Linked DNA regions of Mus musculus: regions 1 and 3 are each linked to region 2. A link is a contact called in public HiChIP or PLAC-seq and promoter capture Hi-C data. All regions are on one chromosome and are shown on one strand. The core of a region is the stretch at or near the end of the contact, and the rest is flanking DNA. Distances in the headings are between cores, read along the strand shown.

What was found. Promoter capture Hi-C pulls out the DNA fragments that hold promoters and counts their contacts. HiChIP or PLAC-seq counts read pairs in DNA pulled down with a chosen protein or histone mark.
Region 1: a contact with region 2 is called in a promoter capture Hi-C map of second pharyngeal arch cranial neural crest, with 2.0 times the contacts expected there. The contact joins the enhancer-like site here to the promoter of Dicer1 in region 2. A contact is called at or near these places in 5 of 39 promoter capture datasets (cranial neural crest, embryonic stem cells, frontonasal cranial neural crest and 2 more), 12 of 484 Hi-C or Micro-C datasets (the C10 cell line, the G1E-ER4 cell line, Th1 cells and 5 more), 8 of 115 datasets of contacts at active chromatin or transcription factors (the SCID.adh cell line, T-cell acute lymphoblastic leukemia, embryonic stem cells and 3 more) and 3 of 9 other capture datasets (adipose tissue, liver and pancreatic islet).
Region 3: an H3K4me3 HiChIP or PLAC-seq map of embryonic limb bud shows a contact between it and region 2, with 2.5 times the contacts expected there. The contact joins the enhancer-like site here to the promoter of Dicer1 in region 2. A contact is called at or near these places in 2 of 39 promoter capture datasets (the C10 cell line and the HPC-7 cell line), 1 of 15 datasets of contacts at CTCF or cohesin (pro-B cells), 11 of 484 Hi-C or Micro-C datasets (the 63-12 cell line, B cells, the HPC-7 cell line and 8 more), 7 of 115 datasets of contacts at active chromatin or transcription factors (the 230-238 cell line, embryonic limb bud, embryonic stem cells and 1 more) and 1 of 9 other capture datasets (embryonic tail).

The regions. Positions count from the first base shown.
Region 1 is chr12:104,698,842-104,701,541 of GRCm38.p6, reverse strand. It overlaps Dicer1 (dicer 1, ribonuclease type III), which reads left to right. Exons shown (of 27, transcript NM_148948.2): 22 at 1,022-1,177. Among named protein-coding and RNA genes, the nearest start is that of Gm31573, 37 kb to the right of the region's middle. Within about 2 kb of position 1,416, at least 24 of the 459 cell types and tissues checked have an H3K27ac peak or open chromatin away from gene starts, as enhancers often do. A contact at or near this core is called in second pharyngeal arch cranial neural crest, where this site is marked.
Region 2 is chr12:104,750,548-104,753,247 of GRCm38.p6, reverse strand. It overlaps Dicer1 (dicer 1, ribonuclease type III), which reads left to right and starts at 1,296. Exons shown (of 27, transcript NM_148948.2): 1 at 1,296-1,500.
Region 3 is chr12:104,807,299-104,809,998 of GRCm38.p6, reverse strand. The region is part of intron 1 of Clmn (calmin); the gene reads left to right. Among named protein-coding and RNA genes, the nearest start is that of Clmn, 56 kb to the left of the region's middle. Within about 2 kb of position 1,353, at least 15 of the 459 cell types and tissues checked have an H3K27ac peak or open chromatin away from gene starts, as enhancers often do. A contact at or near this core is called in embryonic limb bud, embryonic tail and muscle stem cells, where this site is marked.

The DNA of each region.
Region 1 (2,700 bases), core at 167-2,666, 52 kb after region 2:
AGTTGTAGCCTTTCTGTTCCACTGAGCTTTTCTCTTGACTTAGAATATTTTCCTCCTATTGCTGTCTTCCTCTTGGGATGCTCTCACATGTCATGGAAAAGGAAACCAACATTTATGTATATTGGTTCCATGGTAGACAGCTGAGAGGTGTGTTGACTCGTGGTAGTTTCAAACACAGCCTGCTACATTGCAAGGACCGTTTCTCTGTCTCTTTGCACGCTTTCTACCAGACTGTGGCCAGTGCTGATTGTGGGTACCAGATGCTGGCTAAGTAGCATCTGAGTTACATGGAAAGGGCTCCTGAAGTATTCCAGTAAGGTTTTAGAAACAGGGAATGAGATTAATGGTGATAGCTGCTAGTCTCCAAGTGAGAACTAGACAGAAATGTCAGGTTTTAAGTAAATTAGGGTCATGGTAGAGCCATTAGGAAAGGCAAAAGGACTGGAAGGAGGATAGTAAAGCCACCTAGGTGGTGTCCTGCGCAGCAGCTGTTCTTTAGCACCTTTTACTCCAGTGCTGAATGCTATCCACCACACAAAGAGCAATATTTGAGAGTGAGAGGGTTGGTGTCACATTATTGATGCTTAGACTCAAGAGATAACAATTGTTTTGTATGGTGATGGTTCTCACCTTACAACATATTCATCCCTTTTCTCACTGAGAATATCATGACATCTTGAGTTCCATGGTCTTGACAACTGCTCCCAGCCTCACTTGTCATCTTGAATTTCATATTGTCAGTCTGTGATTTAAAACTTTGAAATTGAACTCTTTCTTTGACTTATTTATGAGGAGAGGAGTTTATATACATTAGGTTTTTGTGGATTCCATTTTGGATCAAATATTTGACGTGGAAGGCTGTCTAGTACTTGGAAATCTAGAGTTGTTATTTTAACTGTGTAGTCCTTATAACTGCTGACCATCGTGCAATACAAAAACACTGGCAAAAATGTATTGGCACACTGTATCTCCCAGCCATGGCCATGTATGGGTAAGTGTTTGTGACTCTTTTCTGCCGAAGGTCAGCAACTGTAACCTGTATCGCCTTGGCAAGAAGAAGGGACTGCCCAGCCGCATGGTGGTGTCGATATTCGATCCTCCTGTGAATTGGCTTCCTCCTGGTTATGTGGTAAACCAAGACAAAAGTAACTCAGAGAAGTGGGAAAAGGATGAAATGGTAAGCTCTCAGCATGGAGCTTTTTGTTTGTGTTGACTGAAGAATGTTGTTTTTTGTTGTTTTCTTTCTGCTGTACGTTTGCCATGTAGTAGATATTTCATGTGTTGGCAGGCCGTCTGTGACTTCAGAAATAGTGTTGGTTTTGGTGCAGTGTGATTTCTCTTACCTCCCCTCCCCATTCCAGAGGCATAAACTTCTGTTATGTTTCCACTTAGAAATAAAATCAGAGCCCTCTCAGATTCCTTCCCTCTCATGTTACAGTGTAGCCTTAGCCATTTGCTGGAGTGACTCTGCAGTGACCTGTGATCTCCAGGCTGTGTCTGGAAGAATTCAGTTCAGCACAGACTAGCTTGGGCAGTGCTAGCTTGGAACTATTTCCTCTTGCCAACCTGACGACAGCTCGCCGCCGCTGTATGGGAAGGTTGCAGTGTACTACTATAAAGACTTTAAACCGGGCCACAGACTGGAGAATTCTCTTTAGTAGCTACAGCTTCCTTTGTCTTGTCCTCAAGCCACCAGGGGGCAGCCCGGAGGCCTGGACTCCCAGCTTGTGGCTGGGGGTCAGTTGTCTTGTACTTCTTTGAAGTTCTCATCTGTTCAGGCGTCTCGCTTGCCAGATTTATTTTGTATTGATGACAAATGGGCTCGCATTATTTCATTTTTACTTCAGGCTTTAATGATAATGCCGTTTCTGTTACAGGTTTGTGACTAGTATCTTCCCATGCCTTGTTTCTGACATTTCTGTCTCAATGAGTCCTAAGTGTCTGTAGGTGGTGGGTCTCTGAGGCCTGCTCTGATGTAGGCCTGCTTGCTGAGTTTATTTATAACTCACGTAGGATTTGACTTATCACAGAAATGCAACTTAGCTGGAAAACATTAAGAGCATTTTAATGCAAATTAAGTCTGAGGATGGCATTTGCTATTAATTTATAACACACACACATACACACACTCTCGAATACATGATGCACACACTCACACACACTTAGAAAAGTGAAGAATTTGAACCTTAGAAAAAGTACTTCATTTTTACTAAAAACAGGCCAGCAGGCCTCCTCTTCTGTCTAATATTTGATCCTTTAGGTAGCAGTGACATGCCAGGGCATTCCTGCGTTACATGTTACAGCGTGGACTTGTGTTTTCTGTCCTTTTCTGCTGACTCAGTCCTTCGTTCCTAGCACACACTCTCAGACTTTCATCTGGTGCCGTACACATAATCACTAGGGAGTCCCAGAGTCGGAGTGGTTATGGACGCAAGGTCCTTCCAGTTCCTTCTGCCCCTGGGTCACAGCTCAGTCTCTGAATGCCTCCTAGGAGAGAGAGTGAGAACAGTAGACTGTACTATCAAGAGATACACACACACACACACACACACACACACACACACACACACTTTTCAAATGCCTTTTGTGTTTTGGAGAGCATCTTTGAAGTATAACTCCTTGTGAAAATGAAGAGTCTGCACAGTGCCAGGGATGTAGAAGACAGCGCAGGATCACTGGGTGACAGCACCATGTTACAGG
Region 2 (2,700 bases), core at 47-2,546:
AGTTGGATCTTTATGAGTTCAAGGCCAATTTGGTGTACAGAGCAAGTTCCAGGACAGCCAGAGCTATACAGAGAAACATTGTGTCGAAAAACAAAACAAAACAAAACAAAACAAAACAAATGGACCATATTGCCTCCAAGTTAAAGGTAAAGAAATCAGAAACATCTGCTAATGGACAAGGAGTTAGTCTTTAAAAAAATATCTTTTTTTTTTCCCGAGACAGGGTTTCTCTGTGTAATAGCCCTGGCTGTCCTGGAATTCACTCTGTAGACCAAGCTGGTCTCGGACCCAGAAATCCGCCTGCCTCTACCTCCCAAGTGTTGGGATTAAAGGCGTGCCCCACCACGCCCGGCGTGGCACACACGTTTAAACCCAAAAATTGAGAGGCAGAGGCAGGCGGAGTTTGAGGACAGCCTGGTCTACATAGTGAGACCTACTTTCGAAATAACAGTAATAAAAAAATTGAAACAAATGACACTAGTATTTATTCAAATAAACAAATCACTTGCACTTATTAAAGATTAGCCTTAATTTGGAGAGGTAACAACCACTACGTGGGACTGTTGGACATAGTTCAGACGGACAGGTAAGCGCTTCCAGTGGCTGAGAGAAGCCCGGGGCTAGAAGCGTCCATCCCTCACCTGGAGTACCAGTCTATTCCGGAGTCTTTTTCCAAGATGCCTACACGGAGGTGGGGGAGGGTCCTACACTAAGATGGTTTTCTTTAAGTCGGTCTCTTTACTCCTCTGATCTCAGCAAGAAGACGCAGCAGAAAGCTCAGCCTTATAAAACCAAGTTTGCACGCCGCGGGCATTTTCTGGTTATTCAAGTTGGTTTTGAGGGCTGCCCAAAGAGATCAGTTCTTTGGACCAAAAGAGCGGTGCAGCGGGGCTTGCGGATGGGGGCGATGTGTGCCATCATCAGGAAGGGAAAGGAGCCGGGAGCTGGGACTGCGTAGCCCCAGCGGCGCGTTCAGGATTCCGGCCGGCCGGCAGGCTGGCTGACTGCGTTGCAGAGCTCGGTCTTCGCATTGGGCCTCCGACGCGGCCTCGGCCCGAGTCTGCTGTCTCCCGGCTTCTGAGTGGCTGGGGGGCCGGGGTTAACCTTTCACCTCCGCGCTCCGTCCAATCACAGGACGGCTTTCATGCGGCCGCGGGGCGAGCGAGCGAGGGGGCGCGGAGCGGCGGCGCGACGCCGGTGGGATTCTCCAAGCCGCTGTGCGCCGTCGCCGCGGGCCGAGCGCGGGCTGCGGGCGAGCAGGGCGCTGCGCAGTCTCCGCAGGCGCGGGCGGGAGGGGTCGGGGCGCGGCGCGGTGCGGCGCGGGCGGCTCCGGGCCCAGGTGAATGGAGTAACCTGACAGCGGGAACGAGACGACGGCGAGCGGCAGGAAATGGCGGCGGCGGCGGCGGCGCCGGGCGGCACCGGGAGGCCTGGGCTGTGACGCGCGCGCCGGAGCGGGGTCCGATGGTTCTGGAAGGCCCGCGGCGCCCAGTGCTGCAGGTGAGGCGGGCTCCCTGCTGGGCCGCTTTGTGTCCGGGCCCGGGGGACGGCGATGCCCGGCCCGCCTCTTGCGCGAGGCCCGCGCGGGCGCCGGGAGCAGGCCGCGACGCCGAGCCCGGGCAGAGAACTGTCCACGCGGGCCTCTCCGCACCCCCGCCTTAGGAGGAGCGGCCTTTGACAGGTCCCGTTCCGCGTTCGAAGCCCGGGAGAAGACAGGAGGTATCCACGCGGGCCGGCGTCTCGGGAGCGACCCGGGCCTGCCAAATGGCGCGGGACCCCTGGATGCCTCCGAGGATCTGGAGGGGGACAAGGCCTCAGCGAGGTGCGGGCTGGAGCCCTGGGAAGGACTGTTGTGTGTTTATTGGCAGGTGACCAAGGCTGGCCCTAGGGGGTGGGTGGCCCAGGCCATGTTTTGTGCCCCTCCCCTTTTAGGTCGTCTGGACCTTGCGAAGAAGGGTCTTTGCTTAAGGGGCTTTCGTTCAGCCAAATCTGTGTGCATCTCCAGCCAGCACACCAAATTGGTGTGGATTGCCTAGCAGAGATGAGCTGCCCTTGTGACTTTGCCTTCAGGACAGAGCCAGTGTCCTGAAGACTTGCCCAAATGGATGACTGGGAGTCTATGATCTGTAATAGTCCTTGCTTTTATGAGTAGACTTGTGATTAAAGGGTTAGTTACCGATATATGATGCCCTAAGTATTATGGTGATCAAGTGTTGAAAGACGTCATCGGGTGAAAGAGACTTACTTGGGAGTTCGCTCCTGAGTTTCTGAATCTTTGATTGTTAGTTTTCTGAGGAACCTCACTGTAAGTCAGTAGGAAAGGATGCAGTTCAAGAGTTAAGCAACTTGAGATATGTTTTTCAAACCTGTTGTAAAGTAGGATCGCTGAGTTGGAAATTCATTGGTATAAACATTTTAAGTTTTCTAGGCAAAAATTTTCATGGTAACCAAGGACCTGAAATGTAACCGAAAGGTGAATACTGGGTGAGGCTTGTAGCAAGCAGTAGTTTGGGTGTTTTTGGAAATATCTTTTTGATATCTTTGGGGACTGAGTTCTGGAATAATCTGTTTCACTTTTCAGGCTACCTGTGAAACATGCAGTGTGTAATATAAACAGTGCACAATATCATGACTGGAGTGTATTTTATAGAACTGTCAGCACCAAGGGCTGCTTTTAGTGATCAATGTAGTAGCCTAAGT
Region 3 (2,700 bases), core at 104-2,603, 57 kb before region 2:
TTCCTTCCCTTTCCCCCCTCTAAGCCCTCTCATATACCCTACTTGCTTTCTTCAAATGCATAGCCTTTTTCCTCATTGTTGTTGCACACACACACACACAGAGAGAGAGAGAGAGAGAGAGAGAGAGAGAGAGAGAGAGAGAGAGATATTTCCAAATACATAAAATAATTTTCCTACTCTCATGTGCGTTTTTAGGGTTGACCACTTAGCACTGGACAACCAAGTGCTGTGTTCGTCCCTGGGAAAGACTGTGTCTCCCCTCTGGCCCCTTGCGTTCCCCCCTCCCCCGCCTTTCCTTGGGTGTCTGTAGTTCTTTGTGTAGGGTTGAAGCCTTCTGGGCTCCTCTCATCTCCCTGCCCCTGTGCCCACATCCATGTTAGCTTGTCTTTTGTTGTCCTGGTTCTGCTGGTGATGGGCGCAGCTTCTCCCATTCCCAGGAGACACAATGTAACAGTGAACTCCACCATGCTCCCAATCCTCGGGCTCCCACAGCCTTCCTGGCCCCTCATCCCTCCGCAGTGAGCCCTGAGCCTTAGGTGCAGGAGTGTTTTGGAGATGAACCATCACTAGGCTCCACAGCTCTGCATTTTGATTGGTTGTGGTTTTCTGTAATGATCTCCATCCATGGCGAAGAGATGTTTCCTGGGTTAGGGGTGAAGACTGTGCGTATATCTGAAGATATCTGCTTTAACGCCCCGGATGTGTCCCTTTCTCTGAGGCTTCCAGCTCCTCAGCCTGCCTCCCCCTGGGGCCTGAAGAAGAGGGAAATGATCCTTCTTTTTCTTTTTTTCTTTTTTTTCAAAGCCAGAGGCAGAATCGCACCTGAGAATTTGGACCTGTAGCCTTGAGCTGGACAGTGGGGCCTCCCGTCTCCTGCCCCTCCTTTGCCCAATCTTTGGGGTCCTGAGCCTGGTGTTCTCCCTCCACCCCACCCCACCCCACCCCACCCCACCCCACCCTTCCTGGTTTTCCTGCACGCCCCCTGGCCAGGCAGAGCTGGGATGGCAATTTTACAGTGCTGTTATTACTTCCTTGCTGCCCGCGCGGGGCCCCCTCAGCCACTCCATGAGCTGGCCAGACCTCGCCAGGGAAACTGTTTCCTAGACCTTTACAACGTGAGAGGAAAAAAGGGGCCGTTGGATTTATGGAAACTATATAAAGTTTATGGAGTCTTGGCAGGCCAGAAGTAGGAATGCCTGCAGGAAGGGGGGCACATTTTGAAATGGAGACAGCCATGCAAGGGCAACGGTCCTGTGTCGAGACACTAGACAAAATCCCGGAGTTCAGGGTATGCTGTGTAAGCCAGGGGCCAGGGAGCTTGGCCTGATGACAGCAGCTGCCAGGGACGGGAAGGTCTCGGGGTGACCTCATGCACTCCCATAGCAGGCTTCTGGGGCAGGGTGGGGACAGGGCTGTCCTCATTCTGTAGAGCGTGAACTTGCTGAAGGCTGTAGGGTGACATGGAGCAGTTGTGCTGGGCGGGCAGAGGTTCCCTCAGACTCTTCTGTGCGTTGAGCGATGCGTCCTGGTTTTAAGCACTGAGAATATGTTCTTCATACCTACTTCAGTTTGGAACTTGTCTGATATCTGGGATTGTGTCTGACCATCCCCTGCTACCCCTCCTGTAGAAGATGATCTATGCTCAGGTTTGCCCGCAGGTATTAGTGGGGACAGAAGCAAAAGCAACCCCAGGGTTGGTTCTGAGTCAGCAGGGTTTGAATCCGCAACCTTTGCCGTCAGAAGTCCCCTGTGTCACACTTCTCCTGTAGGACCCTAGAAGAGTACCCCGTGAGATACAAAGTCCCCTGTCCCTATCTCTGTCCTCCTGGGCACTTTTAACCCATTATCCCTTTCATTTGTACCTCTCAGTAGCTTTGTTTTCCCCTTCCTACTTGTCTGTGAATTCTTGGAGCGCAGATTCCGTGAATGCTTAATTCTTCCTTGCTGGTTTTGCCCACAGAGCCTGGCATTGCTCCAGTGTCTAGGAATCCTTGTATAAATATCAACGGGGTGTGTGGATGGCTGAGTGGATGGATGGATGGATGGGTAGATGGGTAGGTGAATGGGTGGGTGGGTAGGTGGATGGATAGATGGATGAATAGGTAAGTGGATGCCATGTTGGACAGATGGGTATATGGATAGACAGATGAAGGAATGGTAAAGTCCATGGTAGGAGATACGTGGCTGTTGAATGGTTGGATGAGTTGAGTGTGGTGTGTGGTTGTGGATTGCTGGTTGGATAAGTAGGGCAGTGTAGACCAACAGACACTCACACCCACATTTACACTACCACACTCAGTGAAGCTGTGAGTTCCCTCTCAATCTCCTTACTAAATGCTTTTCCGTCTCATGGGCTATATTTTGCTCTTTCTCTGAGGCCAGCTGGAGAAGCAAGCCTGGGTGTTTGAGTGTGTGTGTGTGTGTGTGTGTGTGTGTGTGTGTGTGTGTGTGTGTAAATACTTTACAATCCCCATAAACTTGTTTAAAGACAGGTGGGGGTGAAAGTATAAACTCTGGCAGCCTTTGGGGAGGGTAGTTTGGAAGTGGCTATTAAAATTTTAAATGTGCCTACCACTAAGACCCAGCAGCCCCACTTTGGGCTGTCAAGGATGAGAAATGCCTCCCAGGCTTGTGCACAAGGCTGTGTGCTGGGTGCTGGTGCAAGGCTGTTCATTGGTCTGTTCCTCCCAATGGTGGCAG